Linked DNA regions of Mus musculus: all the other regions are linked to region 5. A link is a contact called in public Hi-C and HiChIP or PLAC-seq data. All regions are on one chromosome and are shown on one strand. The core of a region is the stretch at or near the end of the contact, and the rest is flanking DNA. Distances in the headings are between cores, read along the strand shown.

The links. A called contact is a pair of places that touch in the nucleus more often than the background predicts. HiChIP or PLAC-seq counts read pairs in DNA pulled down with a chosen protein or histone mark.
Region 1: a contact with region 5 is called in a Hi-C map of nephron progenitors, with 2.6 times the contacts expected there. The contact joins the promoter of Gosr1 here to the promoter of Nsrp1 in region 5. A contact is called at or near these places in 13 of 39 promoter capture datasets (the 3T3-L1 cell line, 3T3-L1-derived adipocytes, the HPC-7 cell line and 9 more), 5 of 484 Hi-C or Micro-C datasets (the G1E-ER4 cell line, embryonic stem cells, nephron progenitors and 1 more), 6 of 115 datasets of contacts at active chromatin or transcription factors (T-cell acute lymphoblastic leukemia, bone marrow-derived macrophages, embryonic stem cells and 3 more) and 2 of 9 other capture datasets (embryonic stem cells and macrophages).
Region 2: a contact with region 5 is called in an H3K4me3 HiChIP or PLAC-seq map of bone marrow-derived macrophages, with 3 times the contacts expected there. The contact joins the enhancer-like site here to the promoter of Nsrp1 in region 5. A contact is called at or near these places in 5 of 39 promoter capture datasets (the C10 cell line, cranial neural crest, frontonasal cranial neural crest and 1 more), 6 of 115 datasets of contacts at active chromatin or transcription factors (bone marrow-derived macrophages, embryonic stem cells and large pre-B cells) and 1 of 9 other capture datasets (adipose tissue).
Region 3: a Hi-C map of nephron progenitors shows a contact between it and region 5, with 4 times the contacts expected there. The contact joins the enhancer-like site here to the promoter of Nsrp1 in region 5. A contact is called at or near these places in 7 of 39 promoter capture datasets (the 3T3-L1 cell line, the C10 cell line, cranial neural crest and 4 more), 2 of 15 datasets of contacts at CTCF or cohesin (the NIH/3T3 cell line and large pre-B cells), 19 of 484 Hi-C or Micro-C datasets (the AML12 cell line, the C10 cell line, the G1E-ER4 cell line and 13 more), 6 of 115 datasets of contacts at active chromatin or transcription factors (the NIH/3T3 cell line, T-cell acute lymphoblastic leukemia, bone marrow-derived dendritic cells and 3 more) and 3 of 9 other capture datasets (adipose tissue, macrophages and pancreatic islet).
Region 4: a contact with region 5 is called in an H3K4me3 HiChIP or PLAC-seq map of embryonic basal ganglia, with 5 times the contacts expected there. The contact joins the promoter of Abhd15 here to the promoter of Nsrp1 in region 5. A contact is called at or near these places in 6 of 39 promoter capture datasets (erythroid cells, frontonasal cranial neural crest, hippocampal neurons and 3 more), 1 of 484 Hi-C or Micro-C datasets (embryonic stem cells), 11 of 115 datasets of contacts at active chromatin or transcription factors (the 230-238 cell line, embryonic basal ganglia, embryonic forebrain and 8 more) and 3 of 9 other capture datasets (adipose tissue, liver and pancreatic islet).
Region 6: a contact with region 5 is called in an H3K4me3 HiChIP or PLAC-seq map of embryonic stem cells, with 5 times the contacts expected there. The contact joins the promoter of Coro6 here to the promoter of Nsrp1 in region 5. A contact is called at or near these places in 2 of 39 promoter capture datasets (macrophages and neural stem cells), 1 of 15 datasets of contacts at CTCF or cohesin (large pre-B cells), 1 of 484 Hi-C or Micro-C datasets (bone marrow-derived macrophages), 19 of 115 datasets of contacts at active chromatin or transcription factors (the 230-238 cell line, bone marrow-derived macrophages, embryonic basal ganglia and 11 more) and 2 of 9 other capture datasets (liver and pancreatic islet).
Region 7: an H3K27ac HiChIP or PLAC-seq map of microglia shows a contact between it and region 5, with 9 times the contacts expected there. The contact joins the enhancer-like site here to the promoter of Nsrp1 in region 5. A contact is called at or near these places in 2 of 39 promoter capture datasets (hippocampal neurons and neural stem cells), 2 of 484 Hi-C or Micro-C datasets (B cells and bone marrow-derived macrophages), 16 of 115 datasets of contacts at active chromatin or transcription factors (the 230-238 cell line, DN3 thymocytes, bone marrow-derived macrophages and 9 more) and 2 of 9 other capture datasets (adipose tissue and liver).

The regions. Positions count from the first base shown.
Region 1 is chr11:76,762,258-76,764,957 of GRCm38.p6, reverse strand. Gosr1 (golgi SNAP receptor complex member 1) reads left to right here and starts at 1,380. Exons shown (of 9, transcript NM_016810.4): 1 at 1,380-1,438. The coding sequence starts at 1,408.
Region 2 is chr11:77,408,766-77,411,465 of GRCm38.p6, reverse strand. All of the region lies in intron 5 of Ssh2 (slingshot protein phosphatase 2), which reads right to left. Among named protein-coding and RNA genes, the nearest start is that of Coro6, 54 kb to the left of the region's middle. Within about 2 kb of position 1,370, at least 59 of the 459 cell types and tissues checked have an H3K27ac peak or open chromatin away from gene starts, as enhancers often do. A contact at or near this core is called in adipose tissue and bone marrow-derived macrophages, where this site is marked.
Region 3 is chr11:76,797,677-76,800,376 of GRCm38.p6, reverse strand. It overlaps Cpd (carboxypeptidase D), which reads left to right. Exons shown (of 21, transcript NM_007754.2): 11 at 419-588; 12 at 2,473-2,700. Among named protein-coding and RNA genes, the nearest start is that of Gosr1, 35 kb to the right of the region's middle. Within about 2 kb of position 1,441, at least 6 of the 459 cell types and tissues checked have an H3K27ac peak or open chromatin away from gene starts, as enhancers often do. A contact at or near this core is called in nephron progenitors, where this site is marked.
Region 4 is chr11:77,513,672-77,516,371 of GRCm38.p6, reverse strand. Abhd15 (abhydrolase domain containing 15) reads right to left here and starts at 1,255. Exons shown (of 2, transcript NM_026185.4): 1 at 320-1,255. The coding sequence starts at 1,173. It also overlaps a transcript of Trp53i13 not described here.
Region 5 is chr11:77,077,159-77,079,858 of GRCm38.p6, reverse strand. Nsrp1 (nuclear speckle regulatory protein 1) reads left to right here and starts at 1,422. Exons shown (of 7, transcript NM_001012309.2): 1 at 1,422-1,480. The coding sequence starts at 1,461. It overlaps Mir423 (microRNA 423), which reads left to right and starts at 1,687; the gene lies at 1,687-1,795.
Region 6 is chr11:77,462,597-77,465,296 of GRCm38.p6, reverse strand. It overlaps Coro6 (coronin 6), which reads right to left and starts at 1,386. Exons shown (of 10, transcript NM_139128.2): 1 at 1,187-1,386. The coding sequence starts at 1,384.
Region 7 is chr11:77,445,295-77,447,994 of GRCm38.p6, reverse strand. The region is part of intron 13 of Ssh2 (slingshot protein phosphatase 2); the gene reads right to left. Among named protein-coding and RNA genes, the nearest start is that of Coro6, 17 kb to the left of the region's middle. Within about 2 kb of position 1,279, at least 128 of the 459 cell types and tissues checked have an H3K27ac peak or open chromatin away from gene starts, as enhancers often do. A contact at or near this core is called in adipose tissue, bone marrow-derived macrophages, heart atrium and 4 more, where this site is marked.

The DNA.
Region 1 (2,700 bases), core at 131-2,630, 310 kb after region 5:
AAAGAGACAGCAAGCAGGAGGTAGTAGTTCATGAGATCAGACACTTACGTCATCCAGCAGAAAGCAACGGAGGAGACCTGGAGAGCAAAAACCAGCTAGTTGGAGCCTCTCTCTGACCCACAAAAAGGGTTCCAGGAAGAACGGCTTCTCTTAGGTAAGATGTCCAATGAACCATTCCCACCGTGGGCATCTTTATGTCAGGAAGGTCAGAGGGAATGATCAGCTGTGATCAAGGACACGGTGTGTTAACTCAGATACTCTCCTTCTGTCCTCCCGGACCTGGTATTTTTTACTCTTTGGGCCATTTTGCTACACTATTGCTTTCTCACAGAGCCAGCCAGGTAGCCCATCCCCAGCCAGGGGGTCTCTGGGACAATTTACAAGAAATATGCTTGGGTATTAAGTATGTGTGTGACTGGGGCACGGGGTGACAACCCTATGTCCACAACCAGCTTTTCAATGGACTTAAACAACACATAACAATTTATTACTATAATGCATATTATACTCAGCCAGTAAATTGCTTGGCATGCATGCATTAGGATGTGAGTTCAGATCCCTAGGACAAACATGAAAAGGCCAGGCGTGTCATCATATGTCTGTAATCCCAGCACTGGGAAAGCCAAAACTGGGGCTGGATAGCCAGCTAGTCTAACGACATCAGTGAGCTTCAGGCTGTGGGCACATGGAAGCTGTTAGCAAGGGACAGAGGACTGATGCTCTGCTGTAGACATAGGGAAGTCAACCAGGGAAGGAACTTTACATACTGGACAGTGGAAGATGGGCAGGAAAAGAACCACTGGCTCTGAGAAAGGAAAATGCTGATTGAAGGTACTTTTTCTTTTTCTTTTTCTTTTTCTTCTTGAGACATTTATCCCCACCTAGCCTTGAACTCTCTATGTAGCTGAGGATGACCTTGAACTTCTGGTCTTTTTATCCCCACATTCTGAGTACTAGGATTAAAGGCATATACTACCATGTTCTGTTTATGGAATGCTGGGGGTCGAACCCAGACCCTCTTACATTCAGGCAAGGCACCTGCCCCATTAAGCTTGACACCACCACCACCACCCCCCCACCTCCGGTCCCAAGACATCCTATTTAAGGGGAGATAATGGAAATTGTGTCTCTCCTCTAAGTCACCCGCTGAAAAGAACAATCCGAGATGAAGAAATTGAAGACTGAAGACTGAAAAGATGTGGTATGAACACCCAGAACAGCTAAACGACGCTTTCAAACGAGCTACTTAAAGCTGTAAAATAACGAATTGTCCACCAGGTGGCAGTGTCTAAGGAGGCTAGCGTATCCCATCAGCCTCGGCGCTCGGGGGTGGAAGAAGGCGTGGAGGTGACTCTCTGGCCTTCAAGGCCTCTACTCGCCTGTCCCGACTGACGTTGGGCAACAAAGATGGCGGCAGGAACCAGCAATTACTGGGAAGGTGAGGGCAAGGCCTCGGAGTGGGTTCCACCGGGTGCAGAGTGAACTTAATGAGGCTGGATCTTGAGGGAGGCAGCAGAGGGAAGAGCCAGGCTACGGAATGAGCCACACTTTGGGATGAGGTTGTCCAAGAGGAGCCCTGGGCCTGGGAACTTGGGGAAGGAGCTGGGGCGGAGTGAGCCGGACCTGGGAAGGGGTTGGGTCCGGGAGTGGAGGGAGCCGGGATGGAGAGGAAGAGGCGCCTGAGGCTCCAGATGGAAGTGTGTGAGGGGTAGTGAGGCTCTCCGGATGGGGCTGCGGGGACGAGCTCTTGGGAGGAGGGTGTTGAGCAACAATATCCAGAGCCCGGAAGACGAGCAGTCAGAACCTTGGAGTTGAGGTCACTGTCAGACAACTAGGAGTGAGGAGGGACTTGTCAGCGCCAGCCTTGCAGGGATATTTTAGTGGATGGTCGTCTCCTCCTGGACCCCAACTGGCAATTTGAGATTGAGACTTTAATGACGACTGGGTGACAGAATACTGAAAATAACTGTACCTTCTTCCCTGGACTCCAAGATCGGTTTTGTTAAAAATGATAGCAAAAAAAGGTTCTAATGAATACGTTTGCTGTTCGTCTCCCGCCAGGAAAACCTTCAGTTGTGCTTATTTAATTCCTGAAAGTCTGGTCCACTCAAGTGAGGTCACACAAAACCTTCCTAGTCCACAGTGATCCACAGAGATCAGAAATGGCCCACTTTGTTTCATTTAACCTTTTGCTTATTTAGTTTTTAAGCCTATTTCCTCTTTTTGTCCCATGAAGCCCCTGGGAAATATGGTATTGTCACCATCAGCCAGTAGATCTAAGGGACTGAATTTTATGTTCTGTCATGTTTTCAAAATACATTCTACTTTATGCTTTTCATTAGACTAAATAGATAAATAGAATTACAGAGAAACATGCCTATAGTTTAAAATGTGTATTTAAAATGCCCTTTGGAAATACTTGTCGTAGCTAGAATTTCTTTTTAAACTATGTAGATAGGAGTAGCTGCTATGATAGTCATTATTGATAGTCATTAGGCTGTGGGTTTTTGAAACACTATACTGTAATAATTAAAGCAATTAATATATTGACAATATATCTTTGTACCAGATGCTTTAAGCATGTATAGAAAAACTGAAAGCTTGAGGTTTTTAAATGAACTGGATCATCAGTAAATCTCAAAGACAATAGGTGGCTGAGCTGACGTTAGGAGTGGGATTTGGTCTCTGGGTAGATACACT
Region 2 (2,700 bases), core at 121-2,620, 330 kb before region 5:
TTCCAACTGAGGAGTCAAGGGGAACTGAACAAAGGAAATACAGCCACAGCAATTCTGTTTAACTGTACCATACTGTTCTACAGGGGAGCTGTTAATCACACATGACTAAGAAAGTAAATGAAATTTGACTAGTTATGATGAGAATTTATTTTTTTTACATATCATTTTAGTCTTTACTTATTTAAATAGCCAGGTGTCAAATGGCAAAAATACTTGACAATATAGGTCCACATAGGTAAAAATCCAAACCAGAGGTTAGAAACTTCCATTGAATGTGGAAAGGTAGGTATTTTCCCTACTTCCTCGTCCTTGAGATAGTCTTATATATAAGACTGGATGTCCTGAACTTACTACGTAGACCAGGCTGGCCTCACCTTCTTGGCAATTCTCCTGCCTCTGCCTCTGGAATGATGGGATTACTGGAGCATGCCACCATTCTCAAAAAATGAGTATTTCCTTACTAAAAGGGCTGTTACTTATGAAAAACACTAGAAGCTACTGCAAGAGAAAGCTTCCTAAAAGTGGTTGCCAAGCCTCTGTAAAGTCAGAGCATATAATTAAATGCTGTAACTGGTATACATGTTCACAACACATTTCCCAAGCTGACTTTTGTCTTTTCCCCTCCTAACTTGTCATTCCTGGGAAAAGGGCAAGGAAGCTCAACTAAAGGACGATGCTCTTGATTGGACGGCCTGTCAGCTTGTCTATGGGGCATTTTCTTTTGATTGCTAATTGATGGAGGAGGCAGCTTATGGTGGGCAGTGCCATCCCTAGGCAAGTGGGCCTGAGCTGTATAAGAACTACCTTATTTATACATGTGAGCCTGGGAGCAAGCCCGTCAGCATCCTCCGCTTTAATCCCTGACTCGAGGTTCCTGCCCTGGCTCCCCATGATGTTGGTCTATAACCTGTGAGCTGAACTCTTTCCTCCCAAACTTGAAAAAAATTTTTAATTTTATTTTGTGTACATGGGGTAGCATGCTGGAGGCTAGAAGAAGACAACTTGAGTTGGTTTGTTCCACTATGTGGGTGCTGGGGAACTGAACCCAGGTTGTTGGGGTTGACAGCAGGCTCACATACCCACTTAGCTATCTCACCAAGTTCATTTTGGTCAGTGTTTTATTGCAGTAACACAGAGCAAAGCAAGACTACTTCTATGTACAAACTAGAGTAAACCAAGATTTTGGAAGATACTTTCTAGAGATACTAGGATTTCCCTGCCCCCAACTCCAAATCGGAAGGACAATCATTGTCATCTATACCCCTTCCTCCAAACCCAGGGCTTTGTGCGTGCATGTGCATGTGTGTACGAGTGTGTATAAATTTCCCTAGGCCTGGGCCACGCCCCTCGCTATTGCACAATTCCATTTTAGTCCTAAACCAGGAAGTCATGGTTTGAGACATCTGGCAGGATTTCCTGAGGCTTATTATCTCAGAGTGTAAAGATCTGCTTAGCAGCCACATTCCACAGGCTTCTCAAAGGTTCTTCAGAAACAGTAGGGAAATACAACAGAAAACCCTAATGCCTTAAGGATATAGACCCAGCTCCTTCCAATAATAACCACAATGATCTGGAGTCGGTCTGAGATATCTTTAATTACAGGAAGCAAGGTACATGTGAGTTTTGAACCCAAGACCAGTGGTATATTACCAAGAAAGGCGTGAGCCCTTGGATTATCAAAGTAGAGCATTACTGATGGAAAGACTAGATTGGCAGGAGAAAAAAACATTACCCCAGAGCTATGTTTCCATTTGCTTAATTTTATCATTAGTACCCAACAATAAGAGAAAAGTAAAGAATAAGAGTAAATTAGAAATAGTCAAAGATTTTTACCAAGTGTCACTGCCTCTGAAGATCATGGTCAAAACTTATTTCCTAGTTTTATGCCTTGATTTTTGTGTCTATGTGTGTGTACATGTGTTCATATTTTTATGGGGTACATTTGGAGGCCAGAGGTCATCTTGGGTGTCTTTCTCAATTGCTCGTCACCTTAGAGACAGGTTCTCACAGATTTGGCTAGGCGAGCTCCTTGGCTGCTCACAGAAAGTCCAGGGATTACCCTGGCTCCACTTCATTTGTTGTTGTTGTTGTTGTTTGTTGTTTGTTTTTTTTGTTTTTTGTTTTTTTTTTTTTGAGACAGGGTTTCTCTGTACAGCCCTGGGTGTCCTGGAACTCACTCTGTAGACCAGGGTGGCCTCGAACTCAGAAATCTGCCTGCCTCTGCCTCCCAAGTGCTGGGATTAAAGGCGTGCACCACCACTGCCTGGCGTGTCTCCACTTCCTTACCCCTGGGATTATAGGCTCACACTGCTGTACCTAGATTTTCCACCAACGCTAGGAACTGAACTCAGGTACTTGATCTTACATAGCAAACACTTTACCCTGAGCCATCTCCTCAGGTTGTCATGAATTGTTTTTTAACTTAAAAATTTCATTACCATGTATTCACTGTAGATAATGGGCTTCACTGTGATACCTTCATACATCTATGTTAACCATTTTCATAAACATGTACATGTGGTGGTTTGGATGAGTATGACACTCTCAGGCTTCTGAGATGACGATACTTGTGTCACTACTTGAGGAGAATTAGGATGTGTGCCCTTGTTGGAGTAGATGTGGTCTTGTTGGAGGAAGTGTTTTACTGGGTGGCCTTTAAGGTTTCAAGAGCTCAAACCAGGCCCAATGGCTCTCTCTTCC
Region 3 (2,700 bases), core at 192-2,691, 280 kb after region 5:
TATTCAAATTTCTGTATACCTTACATGTAATCATATAGGTACATTTACAAGCAGGGTATAGTATAATTGATTTTTGTATCTCCTTTTTCTTTTTAATATAGAATATTCTTCCTTTTAAAAATAATCCATTCAAAACAGTTCTGGCGTGTTTTCTTTTATAGCATCCTATACTCTGAAGTAGACCTAACATCCTAAAATTTAAAGTCTTATTATGTTTTTCACATGGCCTCTGCTTTCAGAGGCATTTAGAAGCAAATACATTTTTAATGATCATTTACATCCAGCTTTGCTGGGAACACTGAAGTTCTGGTAGCTCCTTTGTTTACATTATTAGCAATCTCTTAGTTTGGATACGAGCTCCCAAAGTAATTAGATGGGCTTTTCCCCTTAAAATCTGGTATTCTTGTCCTTTATACAGGTTCATCAGGGTGTCAAAGGATTTGTCCTTGATGCCACAGATGGTAGGGGCATATTAAATGCCACCCTCAGTGTTGCTGAAATTAATCACCCAGTGACCACTTACAAAGCTGGAGATTACTGGCGCCTCTTGGTCCCAGGGACATACAAAATCACAGCATCTGCCCGAGGGTAAGTGATGAAAGCTTGGGAGTAAGACGAACATGAGCTTCCTCTAGAAGTTTACTTCCAGAAAGTCCCTCAGAGCCTGCTAAGCAAAGCAGAGTTTAATGCAGGGACGGTAAGAGCTAGTTTCACCAGTGAGTACCTGCTGCCTATGGCATTGCACTGTCATAGGCCTCTGAAGCCATTTCTTTGCCTTCCTCCACTCTGATCATCTGCCTTCGTGACTTTCCTCGCTGTTAGTAGTAATTCTGGCACATGCTTGCTGGAAGAAGTGAGGGGGAAAAGATAAATACTCGTGTTCCGCTGAGCAAGGTCATGCTGCTGTCCCACAGAGAACACCGGTCTATAGTTTATAGCTTTGCCAAGCTCTCATGTGCTTGTTTTTATGTGATATATTTACATCATTGTTTTCATGAAAATTTCTGCTGCTTGCAGGCTCTGAGTAAGACCATTTTCTTCTGTCTGTCTGTCATTCTGTGAGACAGGGTCTTATGTAGCCCAGGCTGACCCCAAAACTCTTGGTCCTCTCAAGTGCATGCTGAACTAGATTTATTTATTAAAAAGAAGAAAATGAACCTATGGCCTTTCTTCCTGCCTGCCTGCCTTCCTTCCTTCCTTCCTTCCTTCCTTCCTTCCTTCCTTCCTTCCTTCCTTCCTTCCTTCTTTAGAAAACTAAAACAATCTGGTTGTCTTTATAGTCCTTTACAACTGGTATAGAATTGGAAACACCTATTTAAACTGAAACTTCTCTTTTGTTGTTGGTTTTGTTTCTTTTGTTGCTGTTTTGAGGCAGGAGCTGATGACATCCAGTTTGGCCTCTATTTCTGATCCTCCCGCCTCTCCCTCTGGAGTGCTAAGGTTACAGGCACATCACCACACTCAGCTGGTTTTCTTTGTTCATGATTTAGCAAGAGTAGAGCCTACCACAGATACTCTCTTCTCCTTTATAGCCAGAGGATTTGTGAAGTTAGTTTGAACATTCATTGGAGGAAAGCTAAGTACAAGAACTTAGAGTTGTTAGTACCTTTCTTTTCACCAAGAATAGAGAGCTTTTAAGTAGCTGGTAGCTTGTAAATAGGCTCTGAAGCCCACACTATTGCGTTACAAGGTTATTGTTTTCTTTTACTTTTGCAGAATAATTAGAGAAACTAGATCCATTAGGGTGTCTGAGAAGCAGGCAAAAATCAGGTCAGGTAGAGAATGTCCTACCTCAGGCTCTCCTGTCACATTCCACAAATGCTGGCAGTGGAGTCACACCCCAGGAACCTCTGGTTATCTGCAATAAGCTCAAACTTGCATTTAAAATTATATTTTACTTTTTATTTTAAGTACATGAATATTATGCTTACACATGTCTGTGCATGCCTGTTACCCACAGTGGCCAGAAGAGGATGTTTGATCCATAGGTCTGGAGTTAAGTTTCGAGCCACAATGTAGGTCTTGGGATTTGAACCCAGGTCCTCTGGAAGAGCAGCCAGTGAGTGTTCTTAACCACTGAGCCATCTCTCCAGCCCCTGAAATACTGTTTGTTTGTTTGTTTGTTTTTGGGTCTCTCTACATATTCCCAGCTGTCCTGGAACTCACTATGACAACCAGGCTAGTCTCAAACACAGAGAGCTGCCTTCCTCTGCTGGGATTAAAGTTGTGTACCACCATGCCCAGCATGAAATCCTAATTTAAATCTTAGAAACTTATTCATATTATATATTTACCTATGTTTTTTCTTTGTTATTTTTTTAAATAATAAATTGACTCCAAGTTGATTATTATTTTTTTTTTTTAGAAACTACATAAATTTATTTCTTGAGCTTATTCCTTCTCTGCAGTCCTCTATTTCCCAGTGCTGGAATACTGAGAAAGTGTGCATCTGACCTGTATGCTTTGTTATAGGTATAACCCTGTCACCAAGAACGTGACCGTCAGGAGTGAAGGTGCTGTTCAGGTCAACTTCACCCTTGTTCGATCTTCAGCAGATGCAAACAATGAGTCAAAGAAAGGCAGGGGGCATAGCACCAGCACTGACGACACCAGCGACCCAACTTCTAAGGAGTTTGAAGCATTAATCAAACACCTTTCGGCTGAGAATGGCTTGGAAGGCTTCATGTTAAGCTCGTCCTC
Region 4 (2,700 bases), core at 6-2,505, 440 kb before region 5:
ATATTCTGGACAGATAATCGGCCGCAATTGCTTCCAGAGCCCTGTTTGTTGACCTATCTAGCTATGGACTAAGTGGTAAATGCCAGGTGCAGGCCTCTGCTGACCACCGGTTGCTAGGACACCTGCGACTGAGATGAACTGATGGGGCCCTAACGGAGGCCCTGGGGCTAATATGGCTTTGAAACCCACTTTCCTGGCTCTATGTCAATTATAGGGTTTGAACAGCTTTGGAAACCTCGTGAGAACTTTGCCCCAACCTACCCACAAAGCTCTGTTCCCATACCAGGCAGAGCTGTAGACTTCTGTTCCCGTTACCCACCTGCTGAGAGAGATTTTCTGGTGCAGCAAGAACCCACGTTCATAGGGCCAAGGCAAGCCAGCCTCGAACCACTCGCGACAGCGTAGCACTGGCGAGATGCAGGCGGCGCCAGTCACATAGCTGGAGGAGCCACACTCCCCCAAGTAGGACAGCAGCAGCGCGGACCCTGAACCCTCGCTCACCGCGAACAGGGGGGCCGCCGGGTGTCGGAAGCGAATGTAAGTCACCGCCTCCTTGAGGTCGGACGGGTCCCCGAAAGGCTGTAGTCTGGGGCTGACTAGCGGGCAACCGTGGTGGCCGCGGCGATGGAAGATGACCGGGTAGTAGCCGCGCTCCAGGGCGAGCAGGCAGAGCCCCAGTACATTGCGAGTGAGGCGTCCCCATGCATTGGGGATTACCAACAGCACTGGAGGGAGGCTCCCAGGGTTGGTGACCCGGCGGCCCCTGGCACAAGGTCCTATGACCCAATCCAGAGCCACCAGCCCATCATCTGCCAGCTGCAGGTACTCACGGGCTAGCTCAGGCCCGGGCCCGACTGGCAGGATGAAGTGGCAGAAGGTTTGCAGGTGGGGTCCCGACAGCCAGGAGCGGGGGCTGGGTTCCAGCGCCGCCGAGCGTCGCAGAGCGCGCAGCAGGCACTGGGCCAGCGCCGACGGCTTGCAAATGAGGCTGCAGCCTCCGGGGAGCGCTTCGCGCCGGTCGCTGAACTGATCCGCGGGGCCTCCGCTCGCCACCTCCTGCTCCTCGTGGTCCCGGACTGAGGTTCGCGCTCCGACAGCGCGCTTCCAGGGTCGCAGGAGGAGCAAGGCGAGCGCCGCCAGTAGCAGCGCTAGAGCGGCCGCCCACGGAGGCATGGCCTGGCAGGACAGTCCCCGGAGGGAGGCACTGGGCTGCGGGGAGCGGAGCTGTCCTCTCGTCGGGCTCCTCGTTCTGTCCGCGCGGCTCCGCCCGGCCGCCCGTGGCTGTCAAGAGTCCTCCCAAGCAGGAGGGCGCGCGCGCTCCGGATTGGTCGTGGTCAGGAGGAGACAGCCAGTTCGGGTCGAGCTCCCCTCGCCCGCCCCCCCACTCCCGCCCCCAGCCCTTTGTACAGCGATTGCGACAAGCTGGAGCAGAGGGTGAAAGAGAGCCGGGCCACAAAGCGGGAGCGAGGACCTGAGGGCCAACCAGAGAGAGCGGAACAAGGAGTGCTAGGAAAGGATTGGGGAGGGGGTGAGGCTGGAGGCCTGGGTGAACGGGAGGTGCCTGCTTCTACCCTTGCCCTCAATGAAGTCTGGCTCCAGGGGAGACCCTGGGTCACTGCACCCTCAGGATCCGCTATTGAGGAGTAGCAAAAAAGCAAGAAGGGAGCAAAGCGCTGATCCCTCGCTGGCTTCACTTTCCCCACTCGCTGCTGCCTTTGCAGCTAGAGACGTGTTATCTCTCTCTCCTTCGCCTGGCCCTGCCGCCCAGCCAGGACCAGCAACTGGGCGATAACTCAGTAGGGCTGGGACTCTGCACCTGGCCAGAGGCAGACTGAAGCATCTGACCCTGACCACGAGTTTGAGGGAGGTGGCTGTCGTTTCTCTGGAGGGCATCCGGGCACTAGCCGGTAGACACTTGTGGCCTTCCCAGCCCACCCCCAAGGACGCTTTCCAAGAGTTAGGCGTCTCCACTACTTATCAAGAAGGACTGTAGGAAAGGAAAGAGGCTCGAGTCTGGCCGAATATGTTGAGGGAGAGGATTAAGGGATGCTTAGCCCCGCGGTGGGGCTTTGGTAGAGAGAAGTGTGGTTCTTTAGGTCAGATCAACATCTGGTCATTTCTGCAGGGGTGGGTGAAATAAGTCCGGGCACATGGGAGAGGCCTGAAATAACTATTTTTTGATGTATTTCAAACCTAAAAAGATTTGTTTAGGGGTGTGTGTATGTGTGTGTGTCTAGGTCAGAGGACAATCTGTGGGAATCAGGTCCCTCCTTCAATCACTTAGGTCCACAGATTAAACTCTGGTCGTCAGGCTGGCGGCCAGCACCGTTTCCCACTGAGCCATCTCGCAGGCCTGTTTCAAACTTTTGATTGGGCGTCAATCCTTAGCTGGATTTCCTTTGCAGCGCTCCCTTGCAAGGGAGGCCGAGCTGAGCACTGTAGCTCCTCGGACCAGTGTTTCCTTGGGCAAAGGAGAGCGGGAATCAAGAAAGCTCTGGCTTCTTAAGGCTTCTGGGCCTAAGACCCTCCCAAAACAGCTCGGGGCTCAGTTCTTATTATTAGCGAGAGCAGGACTGGAGCAACGTGAAGGTGAAGCGCTAGAGCCGGGACCTTCTCTCTGGGACAGCTAGGATTTCATAATTCCGTGTTGAGCGGGTTTGCCAAAAGAGCACACAAGTCTCCACCTGGGTCACCCGGTCC
Region 5 (2,700 bases), core at 173-2,672:
TGAGCACATGTATATGGTTTTTACTTTTATAAGCTGCTCCTGGGATGGACCCCAACATAAGAAGCCATTTGGAATAAAACTTCCATTTTGAGCAGGGGTTGAATAAAGTTCCTACCTAAGACATCCCAGGGAATTGACATCCTACTTGGTAGAAAGAGGCATGTACATGGATAACTGATGTCCTGGTTGGCAAGTTAAGACATGAATGTTAGGCAAGTCCTCTGCCACAGTTGAATACCTCAACTAATGAGAACAGGATAAGTGTACAAAAAAAAAAAATGCTTCTGATGAAATTGCCTAACTCTAAATCCTGATTGGTGGAGTAACTTGGCACAGATGTTTGTGGATTTTAGGCTTAAAAGCCCTATAGGATCTTAACTCAATGCCACAGTCAGCTCCTGAGTTTGGTCTGTGGACCTGATTTTTCAGTCTTGGGGTGTGATATTTAATCTCTATTAGACTGAGATTGGTGTCTGAGTGGTTTGTACGGTAATTCCCAGACACCAACACTAGTTCTAATTTTTTTGTTGTTGTTTTTGTTTTTTGAGACAGGGTTTTTCTGTGTAGCCCTGGCTATCCTGGAACTCATTTTTAGACCAGGCTGGCCTCGAACTCAGAAATCTGCCTGCCTCTGCCTCCCAAGTGCTGGGATTAAAGGCATGCGCCACCACGCCCGGCTTTTTAAAAAAAATTTTTATTTTTATTTTTTTGGTTTTTCGAGACAGGGTTTCTCTGTATAGCCCTGGCTGCCAACACTAGTTCTAAATGGTGGATGCACAGATGAAATGTAGCCAGGTTTTGTCTTTTAAAATGGGGTGGCACACTTGTGATGAGTTACTGTCATTTAGAAGGCTGAGGCAAAAGGATATTCTGGACTATAGAGCAAGATGGTCTCAAACAACTGCACTGCTAATATCAGTTCTCGGCGAGGGTGCCTGCATTTCCAGCATTCCGAAAGCTGAGGCAGCAAGATCTTGAGTTCTAGGACAGTCAGGGTTATATTATATAGAAAGGCTTTATTTAAATAAAATAATCAGTTCACATTGAGGTTCTATGGCTTTTCGGTTTTTTTAGTCACTCAGAGCCAGCTACACTGAGCAGCAAAACAAAGCAATAGATGTGTAGGGAGCCGTTTTGAAACTCATTAAATTCAGATAATTGGGGCCCACTCCGACTCGGTCCGGATTCAGCAGGCGTCGCGGTTGGACGTGACTCTAACACTATCTCCAGTGACGAGGCTCGTCCCCGGAGCGCGGTCCACGAGCCTCTCTCTGGACTAGAACTTGGTCATCGCCTCCCCGCCCTGACTTTAAGACTCTGAGCCGAGCCGCATCCTAAGCAAGACACAGCGGTAGGCTCAGCGGCTAAGCGAGTACCGGAACCGGAAGTGCGCGTATACACGTCGGCGTCAGCGTCTCGTCACGTCCGCGTCGACCAGGTCCAGCGGAGACGGGAACAAGATGGCGATCCCGGGCAGGCAGTGAGTGATGGGGAAGTTAGGGTCCGGCTGGGGAGTAAGAAGCCAGGGAGACTGAGTCTTTAGGCCGAGGCGTCTGAGGTCGCCGGAAGTGCAGGGCCACCCCCGCCCCGGTTAAAGGCGGGAGAAGGCGAGGAATTCCGAGCCACTTAGGTTCCCCACCCCCCGTCCGGTACATTTTTCCAGGTTGCAAGCCCGAAGTTTGAGAAACTTGTGAGGAAATAAAGGAAGTTAGGCTGAGGGGCAGAGAGCGAGACTTTTCTATTTTCCAAAAGCTCGGTCTGAGGCCCCTCAGTCTTGCTTCCTACCCCGCGCTTGAGTTTCTCCCGGTTGGATGCGCTCAGGGGCACCGAGAAGAGAAACTCCTGGTTGCCTTTGAGGGCCTCGTTCTCCCTGGCAGATGCTCAGGCAAGACCAGCCTCCCGCCCTCCCTCCTGGGGTTACGAGTGTGGTGCTGAGAAGCCACAGAAAAGAGTAGGCATATAGGAAACTGGTCTTCGCTGCCGGGAAAGACACAGATACGGTTTACCTGCCTGGAAATTTATTCTTGGGCGTGTAAACCTTGCAGTGCCAAGCATGTCCCGTGGCCTTTGCATTTTAAAGCCAAAACCTCGAGAAACGAAACGTATTAAATCTGGTGATGGCCAAACCCAGGCACTATTGCATGTGCCAGCAAGATTTTGCTGAAAGGACCCTGATATAGCTGTCTTGAGTGAGGCTATGCCAGTGCCTGGCAAATACAGAAGTGGATGCTCACAGTCACCTATAGGATGGACCACAGGGCCCCCAATGGAGGCGCTAGAGAAAGTACCCAAGGAGCTGAAGGGGTCTGCAACCCTATAGGTGGAACAACAATATGAACTAACCAGTACCCCACTGGAGCTCGTGTCTCTAGCTGCATATGTAGCAGAAGATAGCCTAGTCGGCCATCATTGGGAAGAGAGGCCCATTGGTTGTGCAAACTTTATATGCCCCAGTACAGGGGAACACCAGGGCCAAGAAGTGGGAGTGGGTGGGCGGGGGGGGGGGTATAGGGAACTTTTGGGATAGCATTTGAAATGTAAATAAAGAAAATATCTAGTTACAAAAAAAATGTGGTGATGGTTTTCAGAGGCGCTGAAGCAAAGCAAACGAGCCCAGTGGACGGATGGGAACTTGCCCCCATGGTGACTTGCTCGCAGACAAAAGCAATTGAGCCAAATAAGTGAATGGGGACTTGCCCG
Region 6 (2,700 bases), core at 137-2,636, 390 kb before region 5:
CCCAGACTCAAGTTAAGGTCTCATTATGTTGATTAGCCTAGGCTGATCTTGCCTCGGTCTTCCCAGTGCTGGGCTCATGGGCGTGAACCCACATGCCCTGTGAGGAGGATGTGCTTGAACCTGTCCCCCAAGTTGGAGGACCTTTGGCAAGCCCCTGGAGAGAGAGGTCTGAGTGAGTGACTCTGACGGCAGTGGCTTAGCCCCTGGGGCAGACCTCTCCCTTGGTTTCACCTTGGAGTCATAGGCAGCACGCAGTCTTGGTGCTGAGTGTCCCTTACCAGGGGCTGGCACTCGTCTTTCTTTTTGTCTTCATGAGTAAGTTGTGGGAGCTCTGAAGACTCTGCAGGGGTTGGCATTGGCCCAAAGCACATAGTCTGGGAGAGAGGGTGACTAAATGCCATTGACATGGCAGTCACACTGGGGGAGGAGGTGGCTCGGGCTGAAATGTGAGCCCTTGGGATGCTGTCTCTGGATGGTGTCTGCATTGTCCAGCGTGAGTCATAGGCTATTGTCAGGCCTGTCCTGACCCCACCACTTGTGAGGTCTTCTTTAGCAAGGTATAGGGCTCAGTATCTAGGTCAAGGTTATGCTTTGGGGTATCTCTCCTGGGGTACAGATGGCTACGTGTCTGCAAAGGTGGCAGTCAGTGCCTGGCCCTTTCCCTCATGTGCAGGGGAGGGAAGGCTCTGACTATTGTAACTTCTCTTTTTAGTTTCATCCCACTCCCAGGATCAGAGTCTGAACACCTCTCTCTCTCTCTCTCTCTCTCTCTCTCTCTCTCTCTCTCTCTCTCTCTCTCTCTGTATCTCTGTCTCTCTCTGTTTCTGTGTGTGTCTGTGTGTCTCTCTCCATCTCTCTGACTCTGCCTTTCTCTGACACTAGGTAAAGATAAGGTTAGAGTCTGACTGGACCTTGGTCTGCTGTATCCCAACCATCTCCATCACTAACACCCATCTTGGTTTCTGCTAGGAACACAGTGCTCTGTGGCCTAGAGATCGGGCGCACAGGTCACGCTGATGTTGCTGTTCTCCACCATTCTTTGTGGGTTTGGCAAAGACAGAGTACCCAGTCCACACAGACTGCCCTTCTGGAGGCCTGGACTTCAGTGAGAAAAGGCTAGTGTGGGATATATCCCAGAGACCCTAGCCAGTGCCCTCCCAATTGCTTTCTTCCCCTCACCCCTCACCTTGGCCAGAGGCAGGACAATGAAGGCACCTCCACCTCCAGCCTCCACAATAATGGCTAGAAATTTGGGGTTGACGGCACAGAAGGCGCTGTCCCATGTGACCTTGGATACCCGGATGTCCTCATAGGCCTGGTCAGCCTTTGCTGCCTGACCAAACACGTGGCGGAACTTGCTCTGCCGAACAACACGCCGGCTCATGGCTGGGGCAAAGATAGGGAGTATCAGAGTCTAGAGGCACGTTGGTCCTTAATCCTGCGAGCTGTGGAAGGGAGGAGTGAGTGAGTAGGATTATCTGGCCAGGATCTTCAAAGTGACCAAAGTTGGAGGCTGGTTTTTGACATCTGTCTCATGTTGTTTAATATGAGGGACAAGGATGGGGAATCTCACCGCTTCTTAGACACACAGGCTAGCCGGGATAGCAGAGGCTGACACAGGGCTGAAACTTCCTCCAAGACCTAATGTTTTGAGGAGGAATATCAGGGGGTCCCCTCATGCTGCTAGTCATGTATGAGACCTCTTTGCAAGTGTTTGTCTCTCTGAAAGGCTCCCCACCCAACACCTTCTCTTTTAGTCAGTGGACCGTAGCTCAAGGCTAGGTAGGACTGCAGCCCTCAAGATCCCATATTCACATCGCTGAGTTCAAGCCGGTGTGTCTTTTTCTACAGCTTGGCCAAGAGAAGAGGTCCTTTTGTTAGCCCTGCTTCCTACTCTTTTTAAAAGATTCCTCCGGTGGTGTGGGGTATGTGGGAGTAGGGCGATCTTCCTTCTGTCTATTTCCCCATGCACTGATTTCTCCGGATGGGGTGGGGTGGGGGAGTCCTGGCTATGGTCATCTGACACAAATATCATACTTTGGTCCAGCCTCTTGGGTGCGATGCCTGGGCTGGCTAGTCCGTTCTCTTGAGGGTGGGGGCCCTCGACCCCACCTGCAAGGACCAGATGTGCAACCAGGGAGGAGGTGAGGTCCTCTTTCTGGTTCTACGACTTCGGCTTCTGGAGCTAGGAGCTTAGCAATGCTTGCTACTTTTCCCAAGGGGACACAGCAGGTTCTCCCAAAGGCCAACTGCTTCCTGCCCCTCCCCTGCCCGGGCATCCTTGTGCCCTTCAAACCACTTCTGTAGCCCCAGGCCTGAAGGCCGGCCTACTCGCCCCCTCCTCCAGCCTCCTGCCCCGGCAGTGCGTTCCTGTGAGACTAGGTGTCTCCTCGCCAGCCGCTGTCCGGCCAAATATAGACACCAAGTCCGCCCTGACGAACTGAATTTAGCGGCGGGGGGGGGGGGGGGCGCAGACCTCTGCCCCCTCCAGAGACCCCGCCCGCGCCGTTGGCTGCGGTGGCGGAGGCAGGGAGGGGGGTACCTGGTCCTAAGCCGGGCGGGGGTGCTCACGCTGCGACTCCTCTGCGGAGCGGGCCGGGGTATGCGAAGGGCCGAGGAGGCGGCGTCCGTGCGTCCGGGCCAGGGTGTTCCGGCCGCTGCCTGCGGCTCTCGGCTGCGGGCTCCGCTGCAGTCCCAGCT
Region 7 (2,700 bases), core at 30-2,529, 370 kb before region 5:
TTTTTTTTTTAAAGAGGGAAAGAAAGGTAGGAAGGTGGAAGAAGATTTGGGAGTTGGGGGAGGGGAAGGAATACAATCAAAATTTACACAGTTTTTTAAAAAATTAAAATATCTAAAATCTTTAAAAAAATGTTTAACAATTTAACCAGAAATAAAACAAAACAACCCCCCAACCTAAAGAACATATAAGTTACTCAAAAAGCAATAATCTTTTGGAGGTTTATTATTGGAATAAGAGCTTATGTATTAGCTTTTGTTGCTGGGCAGATGTGGGGGAATGGTGATCAGGATCCTTCTTATTTTTATTTGTGAGGATGACCATAGAGGTCAGAAGAGGAGTCAGATCTCTAGAAGCTACCCCAGTATGGGTGCTGGATACCAAAGTGGGTTGTTGAGCCTTCTATCCAGCTCCCCCGTGATCAGTCTTTTGTATGTGTTTGAAACAGGATCTATGTGGCCTTTGCTGACCTGGAGCTCACTATGTAGAACTGGCTAGTCTTGAATTCACAGAGCTCCACCTGCCTCTGCCTCCTGAGCGCTGGGATTAAAGGCGTGTACCACCATGTCTGGCTAAGGTGATCATTAAGTTAGAAAATAAAGGAGGCCTAGTAAATGTGGATTGAATATGCTGTTATAGAATGAAGAGGATGAGTATAGAGGACAAGCCTTTCCCAAAAGATCTTAGAACTTGAGACAACACTTAGGAAAATGTGGTCCAAAGAGGGCTCTTTATCAACCCCAGAGATCACTACATAGTCATTCTTTGGTTATTTCATGAAGTGCAGTCTGAGATGGGGACAAGTTTACTTCAAACTACATGCTTATAAAGGAAACACAATTATCAAAGCCCCAGCCAAAATATCTCAGCTGCCTGTACCGTTGGTCAGGATCACCTGCCCAGGGATTAGATCCTAAATATGGTGCTTGACAGTCCCCATGATTTAATAGCAGACAAAGAGTTACCTAACTTCTGGGTGGAAGGGGAAACTCAGTTTCAAACAACTTGCCCGTGGCTTGGGGCCACACGAGGGTTCTGCTGAGTCATGTGCCTACACTGATGTGACCCTGTTTCTTCTCAGCTCTACACCTGCTCTCAGCTCCCTCTGCCGTCTGCTGCTTGGGTGGGGCGCTCGACTCAGGCCTTCACAGCAGAGGGTGCTTTCCGTCAGAGAGAACAGGTCAAATCTGTTTATGAAGACAAGCTATAATCAGCTGGCTGGGTGTACAGTAGAGCTTTACCCTTTTCAAGCTGCATGACCTCTAGCCACCCCTAGGAGGAGACAACATAACACATATCACACATCTCAAGTAAGGGAGAGGCAAGCTGACTGCTTTGAGAAAGCATGGACTAAACTGTATTATTACCAACCAAGGCCAGTTTGCTTCCTGTGTGAGGTTCTTTTCTTAGTTCTGGAGGCCTTTGTTTCCAGGCCTAAATACCACCTGTGCTTTCTGATTTCCACACTGTCACTCATTGTGGGGTTGTGCAAATGGGTCTTCTCATTCAGCACCATAAGAGAAGTCCTGTGATGATGGCTGAGGAGACAGCTTGGAGGGTAGCTGTTCTCAGCCATCTGACAAAGTATGTCAGATATAAAACAGCAGCTGATAATTAGCCAACAAACAAATGAGAAGTTTCCATAATCTCAACAATTCCCCAAAGTATAGTTTTTTGTTTTTGTTTTTGTTTTTTTAAATGCTGGCGAATTGCTTATCAGTCAGGGCTGGGGAGATAGCTCCGTGGTTAAGAATGATTGCTCTTGCAGGGGAGTTAGCTTCAATTCTTAGCACCCACATGGTGATTCACAACCATCTATAACATCCAGAGAATCATGCCCTCTTCTGACCTCCATGGGTACCAATCATGCATGTGGTGCATAAACATGAACATAGGCAGACACTCATACATACAAGGAATAAACCTAGTACACTGAAGTGCTGTATCAGTCACGAGGGGATACAGATGGGAGCTGTGCTAGTGAGGAGCGAGCTAACATCACAGCCTGCTGCTCAGCAGGGACTTCCTTCTCTTCTTGGGGGTTGATGATCATCAGAAAATACTCCTTTGAGCCTTGGGAATACAATTGACACCTACTTATAAGAGAGTAAGAAATAGCATTGGAAATGTAAATGAGGAAAATACCTAATAAAAATATTAAAAAAAGAGAGAGAGTAAGAGAAAGAAAATCTAATCCAAAGACTGGCCTGAGGCAGAGTGGTAGGCACACTAACACAGTCCAGCGACCACCATCACTGCTACAGCACCACAACCTTCACGTGCTCCCTGCTGACCTGTAACCTCCTCCCTCCTGAGCTCTGTGCTGATCATCTGTCCCTTCCTCTCCCTTAAAATGTTATTGCAGGTGGTTTTAAAAATTAACTAATTTTAAGATCGAATCTTACTACACAGCCCAGGCTATCATGCAACTCACTATATGAAGAGCAAGCTGGCCTTGAATTTACTGAGATCTGCCTGCCTCTCTCTGCTGAGATTAGGGGCATGCCCACCACACCCGACCATAAAACATTATTTTGGCTAAAATGTTTTCAAGCTCCATCACTGTATGTAAATTTATTTTCATAAAGTGAAATAAATGTTTCACAATTAGTTTGTCCATATGGTTGACAAATAGTCTTAGCTACTATAAACATTGCCAGGGACATTCTTGTAGCTGCTAAGACTTCAGTCTCTCAGAGGTG